Regions from separate parts of the Mus musculus genome. Here all the other regions are linked to region 1. The links are chromatin contacts, called in public Hi-C and HiChIP or PLAC-seq maps. All regions are on one chromosome and are shown on one strand. The core of a region is the stretch at or near the end of the contact, and the rest is flanking DNA. Distances in the headings are between cores, read along the strand shown.

The links. Hi-C and Micro-C count contacts between places; a contact is called where the count stands out from the background. HiChIP or PLAC-seq counts read pairs in DNA pulled down with a chosen protein or histone mark.
Region 2: a contact with region 1 is called in an HNF4G HiChIP or PLAC-seq map of pancreatic cancer cells. The contact joins two enhancer-like sites. A contact is called at or near these places in 2 of 39 promoter capture datasets (neutrophils and second pharyngeal arch cranial neural crest), 14 of 484 Hi-C or Micro-C datasets (the C2C12 cell line, the HPC-7 cell line, bone marrow-derived dendritic cells and 10 more), 4 of 115 datasets of contacts at active chromatin or transcription factors (CD8 T cells, bone marrow-derived dendritic cells, fibro-adipogenic progenitors and 1 more) and 3 of 9 other capture datasets (adipose tissue, liver and pancreatic islet).
Region 3: a contact with region 1 is called in a Hi-C map of myocytes, with 2.3 times the contacts expected there. The contact joins two enhancer-like sites. A contact is called at or near these places in 1 of 39 promoter capture datasets (the 3T3-L1 cell line), 30 of 484 Hi-C or Micro-C datasets (the C2C12 cell line, the G1E-ER4 cell line, MC3T3-E1-derived osteoblasts and 23 more) and 6 of 115 datasets of contacts at active chromatin or transcription factors (CD8 T cells, the HPC-7 cell line, embryonic fibroblasts and 3 more).

The regions. Positions count from the first base shown.
Region 1 is chr12:73,789,528-73,792,252 of GRCm38.p6, reverse strand. No RefSeq gene overlaps it. Among named protein-coding and RNA genes, the nearest start is that of Gm8075, 4.8 kb to the left of the region's middle. Within about 2 kb of position 1,387, at least 107 of the 459 cell types and tissues checked have an H3K27ac peak or open chromatin away from gene starts, as enhancers often do. A contact at or near this core is called in the C2C12 cell line, adipose-derived mesenchymal stem cells, granulosa cells and 2 more, where this site is marked.
Region 2 is chr12:73,882,616-73,885,340 of GRCm38.p6, reverse strand. No RefSeq gene overlaps it. Among named protein-coding and RNA genes, the nearest start is that of Hif1a, 24 kb to the left of the region's middle. Within about 2 kb of position 1,405, at least 25 of the 459 cell types and tissues checked have an H3K27ac peak or open chromatin away from gene starts, as enhancers often do. A contact at or near this core is called in pancreatic cancer cells, where this site is marked.
Region 3 is chr12:73,725,107-73,727,831 of GRCm38.p6, reverse strand. All of the region lies in intron 10 of Prkch (protein kinase C, eta), which reads right to left. Among named protein-coding and RNA genes, the nearest start is that of Gm34189, 56 kb to the left of the region's middle. Within about 2 kb of position 1,326, at least 37 of the 459 cell types and tissues checked have an H3K27ac peak or open chromatin away from gene starts, as enhancers often do. A contact at or near this core is called in the C2C12 cell line, adipose-derived mesenchymal stem cells, granulosa cells and 1 more, where this site is marked.

The DNA of each region.
Region 1 (2,725 bases), core at 138-2,637:
TAGGCAAACACAGATTGGCTGGTCCCAGTCGGGAGACACCACCTGAGTAGGTTGGAATGGAGTCTGACAGTTTACATGTCTAATGTTTCTAGGTATGGCTGATGAGGGATGCCGGGTGGGCCACATCTCAACAACCAAAAGTGGATGAGGATGTGTAGTGAGCACAGGCAGGCTGGGGAGAGGAAAAGGTTAAGGGCAGTGGTTCTCAACCTTCCTAACTCTGTGACCCTTTAATACAGTTCCTCCTGCCGTGATGAGCCCCAGCCATAAAAGTATCTTTACTGATACTTCATATCTGTCATTTTGCTACTCTTAAGAATCATAATATCTGTGTTTTCTGGTGGTCTTAGGTGACCCCTGCAAAAGGATCGGTCGACCCCAAAGGGGTCACAATCCACAGGTTGAGAACAGCTGGTTAAGGAGACACTGGTGTCGTCTTTTCAGGGGTTCTCTGTCTCCTCAAATCTGTGCTTGCCTACCCCGCCAAGCAATTGGGTTGGCATCTAAGGTTTGAGAAACCCCCTCTCCCAGTCAGGCTGTGGACTTGACAGAATCCCGACTTTCTCCTAAGCTCCACGAGCTGAGCCAGGAAATCAGAGGGAGACTCGGGAAGGCAGCGGCATCGTCTCTGCGCATGCACCCCTGCCAAGTCACTTGCCTCATGGGCTCTTTGCTTCCTACTCTATGAGGGGAGCAGTCTGAAAAACTTTTAAGCCTCCGAGGTTTGTTCCATCTCTCTCCTCAGACCTTGGACTTCTTAGATGTTTCCTCATAACATATATAAAACGTGGGCTCTGGCCCATAACCGAGGCCAAAGTTAGCGCTTGCAGGGACTTCTTTGGAGTTGGCATTATGAGGAAGTCAGAGTCAGTCCCTCAGCTCGCACTCTTTGTCTTTATGTCCCCTGTTCAGACTGCAGCAGGACAGGTAGAGCAGACCAGCAGTTCCAGGGGAGCACAAACGGCTGCCTCATCACGAGATTAACCTACAAGCTCCTCAGATCTTTCTGGCTCTGCAGGTACAGGGTGGAGTCGCAGTGAACCAAGCGCCGACGTTGCCGTCCCATCCGTGGAGATTTCCACCTACTTTTACTGTTTTGAACTCCAGACAAGAGAGTTACCAGCCACATGATTTTCTATACTAAAAGCTGGAAAATATTTCCAAGAGCCCCAGGTAGAGCCTGGGGCCTAGAGGCCCCTCCTCCCCAGCCCTTATCTACTCCCTTGTGTACTTAGAATATCTGCAAGGAGTCCTCTCTGCATCCCTTCCAGTAAAGCCTGTACGTGGCTGGCACAGGGAACTCTCCCTGGAGAGGAGATGGGTGAGGCGGTGGACACACTTCCTGAAGCCACAAGAAAGAGGAGGCTGCTGATTCATCAGCAGCTGCTTCCTGGACTTACAATGCCGGGCTGCACTGAAGAGTATTTTTCCAAGGTGATGTGAGCTGTTACAACATTCCTGCTGGTCCCCATCGGCCCTTCCTGTAAGTCAAACCAGAAAGTTGCCCAAACCAGCATTCCTGAGCAGCTGAGCACAGGATTCCAGACACAATGTTCCCAGCATGCCTTTAGATCCCTCTTGGAAGCAGGAGTTCATCTCTTTCTGAGCCTCTGCATGTCATCAGCCAGGGCCAGGGGGTTGTTGGGCAGGCCACAAGAGTCATAAGGAAGCGGTATGTGGCATTAAGTCAGCTGGGAAACACAGGCTTTCGCAGATTCCCCTAACAGGAGGGTTGGCTGAGAAAGGAGCAAGCCCCACGTGTCACTAAGATGCTTTTTATGTTCCTACTCTGCCTTGACTCTTGACTGACACAGAAAGCTGCTGTGACCTATACCTGACCTTCTCGGAGCTATGGCACTGGTTTGGAAGTGCCTGTGTTTTATCTAGGTATCTGTGTGTCTCCGTGCAGAGAGTATGCTGTCTCTGTAGGATAGTGGTTTTCATTTAGAATGGAAAACCTCATGGAAGACAGTGAGAAATGTGCAGGGGAGCAAGGACAAATGCCAGATTTTTCCCGTTCAATGATGCCCTACCCCATAAAAAATGAACATTGAAAAAAAAAAACAGACTCATAAAAGCAGTTCTAAGATGCTTTTGTTTTTGAGACATGGTCTCAAGTAGCCCAGGTTAGCCTTGAGCTGACTATGTGGTCAAAGATGCTCTTGAACTTCTGACCATCCTGCCTCCACTCCTGCAGGGCTGGGATTCTAGGCATGCATTTTAACAGCCAGTTTTATACAGTGCTAGGGATCGAACCCAAGGTCTTTGTTCATGCTAGACAAGTAGGCTACACCACAGTTCCTGGTTCTAGGTACATTATTATTTCCTAGCAAAATAAAAAGCTAATGGGAGTGGAGGATTCTGGGAATAAAGCAAGAGATAGGGGCCTGCTCTTAGACACATTACTTGGACTCTACACTACTCTACTATAAAGTGGAAAATGACCTCTTTCATCTCTCTTTCTCCTCTCTCTCTCCCTCTCCTTCTTTCCCTCCCTCCCTCTCCTGTCCTTGATTGATGCTTTTGGTATCTTCAGCCAGAGAAATCCTAAGCTAAGAGGCCCTACTTTGGGAGATGTCAAGAAGACTCATTGGGTAAAGGTGCTTGTTTTCAATCCTGAAGACCTGAGTTCGATACTGTTGTCCACATGGTATAAGGAGACAACAGATCCCTGAAAGATGCCCTCTGACTTTTACACCCGAGGGAGATATGGTATACACACACA
Region 2 (2,725 bases), core at 156-2,655, 93 kb before region 1:
GGTGAGAGCGAGGCTGGTAATGGCGCGGCCGGCTTGGACGCAGACGATCTTTCCTGTTTTTTTCTCTGCTCCTCGTAGGTGTCACCGGGAATCACTTCCTAGCTCCAATTCTCAAGTTCTCATGTCAGTTGGCAGTGAGGTGTCCTGGCAAGGGATCAGAGGACAGAAGGACGGGAAAACCTACACAACTCCTCCCTTTGTACCTCGGGCATCGTCTGGAGCTCTGCATGCTCTTCTGCCACTCGCCCCAGCTCTCTCCCAGCGGTCGGTCTTCCTTTAGGCTCCTCCAGGAACTCCTGCTCTTGTGGTCTAGGGACAGGGACTCTGCTTTTCTGTCCCTGCACTCTTGGGGTGTTGCTGACTTCCTGCTGGGGATGGAGTGAGGGCTCCTTGTTAATTCCTGTTTAGACTTTTAGCTCTTCTCTCCCTTGTGCATCATTTGACGCCTTGGTTTTGCCATATTATTTTATACTGTGTATTAAGTGTGTGTGTGTGTGTGTGTGTGTGTGTGTGTGTGTGTGTGTGTGTGTGTGTGTGCGTGGACATGTGTGTATATGCCCCTGCATGTGGAGGCCAGAGGTCCCAGTTGGATATCTTCCTTGATCGTCCTCTCTCTTATTTTTTGAGATAGGGTCTCTCACTGAGAGTCCAGCAGTTCAGCTAGCCTCCATGTCCAAGGAACTCCAGGCTCTCCACTTTCCCATTGTGGAGATTACCGGCATGCACCACTATGCCCAGCTTTGTAATATGTGTTCTGGGGACCTAATCTCAGGTTTTCAAGTTTTCACAACGGGCTCTTTACCAGGTAAGGTATCTCTCCAGGCTATAAACGCTGTTTTAAATACTCGGAGTTTCTCCTGTTTTACTGAGGAACATGGAAAGTGGAATTATTCTGAAATTAGCTGAGAATGGGAAGAAAGTTAGGAGCTGAGAGTTATCAATCCGCAGAGAGCAGGAGTTGCTACGGTCACAATGCTTACTTCTTCCCAGGACAATGTCTTCTATTGTCTGTAGCCTCCAACAGCTGGAGAGGCCTTGGAGTATGTAAACAGTCTTCCCTACCCATTTCATCAGAGTTCACTTAGCACTTGGCACATGGTAGGTGATCAATACTGTTTATCCAGAAGTCAATGTATAAACCCCGTGCACTGTTTTTAGGCGTCATTGATTGGTGGATACATTTTTAGTTGTAAAACTGAGCTTAATCAATGTTAGGAGTGCCTGGTCTGAATCATTGAATACTCATTAACATGTGCAGTTTTATTACCTCCGAGGTTGTTATAAGTAAAAACAAATGAACAGCAATAAGTCTCCTTGGTTGTTAAGTCATTTACTGAGCAGATAAGAATAATGAGAAGTTACCACACTTGTTTATACAACTTCACACGTGGAGGACCTTACGAAGTGAACTGTAGCTGGTATGTTTGTTTAAACGGGTTAACCATCACCCTGAATACCCTTGTCCTGGGTATACAATGAATTGCCCTGGCCATGATCTTCTGTGATAGCCTAAACTGGGACCTATATTGCCATCTGGGCTGTGGTTGAATAAATCAGGCAGTGGGGACAGGGCACAGTGAAGTGTAGATGCTGGCCGTGGCCCAGAGCAGAGTCAGGTGTGTGACCCCGGGAGATAATAGATGATGTGTTTCGATTTGTCACCAGGGAAGGAGTCACAGTGGTCTCCAAGGGCTGCATATGTGTTAGGCACAGACTCTGTGGTGGAGAGGGACTAAAAGAAGCCAACGAAGCTGCTGTGTATCTCCTGTCCTCTCATGACTGAGATTTTCTTCTGTTTCCTACTTCAGAAAGTGGGGGCAGTCATGAGAGAGTAGAGAAAAGTATGTCCCCGAGACCCTACTTTGAGTATCAGGGACACATATTGCTATATTTTAGAAATGCTCTTCTTACAATGTGAGCCTACATGATCTGTCAACAAACTAAAAACAGACATGAAAGGAAAGAGGAATTAAATTAAGGAATTGCTAGCTTCACTCTGTGGAGGCTATCCTTCCTGGTGAGTTGGAACAAATCCTTCTTAATTTCTGTAAAAAAATATATACTTAAAAGGGCATTTGTATTAGACATACTGTATATAACACATTTTTAAAAAAATATTTATTTTGATTTTATGTACATCGTTGTTTTGACTGTATGACACGTCTATGTGATGGTGTCAGATTGCCTGAACTGGGAGTTACAGACAGCTATGAACTGTTATGGTGGTGCTGGGAATTGAACCTATGTCCTCTGGGTCCTCTGGAAGAGCAGCCAGTGCTCTCAACTGCTGAACCATCTCTCCAGCCTCCTGTAATCTACTTTTTAAAAGTAAAAAAAAAAAAAGTGCCACAAATAGTCTTCATGACAAGAAGCAGATGTGTGTTGCATGGTTGTATTAAGGTATTCCATTTCATAAAGCCAACATAATTTATTTAGCTAATCTCCCACTGAAAGCCACTTGGACCCACTCCAGGTTTTCACTTCTGCATGCACACAATGAGCCACCAGCAAATGACTTTTAAAGCAAATATTCAAACACTTGTAATGAGATATTTTGGCACAAAATGTAGGAAAAGTGGACATGAAAGGAGTCCAAGGGAGAGGAATATTTCACAAACCGAGATCGTTCTTGATATAGAGGACAGAGTAACTAGGGAGGGGTGACAGAGGGATGGTGTAGAGAGGGGAAAGTACAAGGGTATGCAATGACATCCATGGACACAGA
Region 3 (2,725 bases), core at 77-2,576, 64 kb after region 1:
CACCCAGATGAAGCTGCCATGAATTCCATCGTGCCTCCTCCACCATGACGGTCAAAAGCTAACCATGAACTAGACAAATTCTTCCCCTCTCTGAGTTCTTTTTGTGAGGTATTTTGAGAGTGTAATATGAAATGGAACTGACATACTGGGCATGCTCCAGTTTTGGGCTCTACCTGCTATTAGTGGTCTGTGGATTGTCTATCTCATCCTACAGACAAAGCCACCAAGGAGAGGACCCTACCACACTCATTGCAGAGCTAACCCTTCTCACACGGTGCGTGGCACACTGTGTTCCTGACCTGCTCTTGCTGTGACTAGATTTTCCCTTGATGAAATGGAGCCCCAATGGATGCCTCAGAACACCTGATTAACTCATCAATGAGCAGGAAGTTAAAAATTAATCCTATTTTCAGTTTCTGGACATGGGACTACAAACTGCAGACAACCCATCCTGACAGAGCCTCTGCTGTGTGAAGCAATTTGCTGGTTGCATGTTTGAGACCTGAGTTTCCTCACCTGTAAAAACAAAGCTGGCCTTAGGTAATCTTTGGGGTGTAAAAATCCTATTGTTGGGTGTCCTGGATGCAAGAAACACACAGTGACTGGTTGGTTCCTCCAGGGATTGGCAACATGACCAGCTTACCTAACTCTTAAATAAACTATTTATGAGGTACGTCTAATAAAATTTTAAAGTCATCAGATGACTCTGGGATAATGGAGTGCTAACTGTGAGAAAATATGCCTCACTGGTTCCAACTACACATCCCTTAAAAGCCTTAGAACTCACCACTCTTCCTGATACTGGGCATCTACAGTTGCTGTTCTTTCAGCCTAAAAGATACTTTTCTTCTTCCTCACTAGTGACGTGAGCCTAAGAGTTACTTCCTAAGAAGATCTTCCATCTCTCCCTAGCCAGACCCTTCGCCCTGGGGAAATTCTCAACCAGGACACTGCATTTCCCTGCATCCCGGCATTGGACAGACTTGATTGACAACTGCCTCCATCACTGTACTGTGTCCTCCACCAGGGAATATTATTGGTTTTGTTCAACCTTACGTCTGTCCTTGGCTATGAGACGATGGTTACTGAACACAAAGTGGTCTCTAAGGGTTGCTCAGGGGAAGTGAAAAGGCCAAGTGTTTTCTTGTGGGAAAGGGGAGACTGAGTAGAGGCAGTATGTCAGGTAAGTCCACTTAGCTGGAAACCGTGAGTTCTCCATACATTTTTGGAAAAAGAATACGGAACGTTGGTCACTGTCTGGTGACAATGGAGGAGTAGTCTCTGAATGAGCAAAGTCGGGCAAGAAGGGAGTCAGGCTTATGACTAAAAAGTTCTGGGGAGAGCTCAGAGCCAAAATTTCCCATGGAAGTTACTCACACTCTGAGCACCTCTGTGTCTGGTCCTTTCTGAATGACAGATGGCAACAGGTGGCCATCCTTGCTGTGTAGCAAGTGAAGAAGGAACGAAACTGCTTCTCAGTGGAAAGAATGATGCCATTGGAAGAGAAAGTGTTAATTAACAGGGCTACTGAGTTTGACTCTCACCTTTCTTCAAAGAGATTCTTCTGATTGAACACAGAGGAAAAATGCAAATATGGAAATGCAGCCTAAAACAGGTGAGGTAAGACTACAAAACTCCGGGCTCAAATGAGAGATTATCTGGGGAGTTCGCAAGTTGGCTCATAAAAGATGGCGAGGAGAAAGGGAGGCCGGGGAGATGGGAACCAGAGACATTGACCCAGTTTTCCAGAAGGGGAGAACTGCAGAGCAGAATGACTCAGGCATGAAACATCTGCCATAGATCCAACACAGAACTGATTTGCAAGCAAATTCCTAGTGAATCTCTAGCCAAGGAAGCAACGTTCCTCAGAGTGATCTCACCAAGGGTTTGCTAAGCAAAGCCACACCCAACTAAGTTCAGACCACATAAGTATCTGAACCAACCAGGCCCCAATACCCCTGATCCTGCTCTTGAGAAAAGAGGTAAGCAATGTGTGAGAAGTTTATCTTCACAGAGAGTCAGCTGCTGTATTCAGGGTCTAGTTTAACAGAACCGTCCCTATAGGGATAGAGTTAACCTCACTGAACTGTAAGTTTAAGAACGAGTTGGGAATAGCAAGCTCTGTTAGAGTGCTTGTCCTGGGACAGATGTCCACAGTCTTATGAGCTAAAAAAAAAAAAAAAAAAGACAAACAAGGCAGAAGCAAGTTTTTCTGAAGAGATATCAAAGGTGATTTTCAGGAAAGGTCAAAATTTAATACCATACTCTGTGAGTGTAAGAGAAGTCAGCATGCCAGGTCTGACTGTTGGCCTCTGTAGGCTGGTTCACATCTGGAAAATGGGGCAGTGAAGTAACAGCCCTTTAGGAGTGAACACTGATTGCAGTCTGCCAAGGGCTGCAAAAGACTTGATACAATCAGGCTCTCACATGGTAGAATGGGTGTTGAGATATACTCGGTGTTTGAGTGAAACTTGGTCAGCAGGCATCAGGATCTAAATTGCTGTAATTCCTCTTTACCCAATAAATCACAAATACATTCCATACTTGGTTAGAGACATCAAAGCAAGTGTGTAACATAGGGCTGAGTGGTTTGCAGTTGAAATGTTAAGAGATGGCTGAATTCTCCTTTAATACAGTTTATGGAGCATGATAGAAAAAGGTTCCTGTGCTGCTTGCTATATGTGCCCTGTATGCCTTTTTATTTTTCTGGCTTTTCTGTTTGATT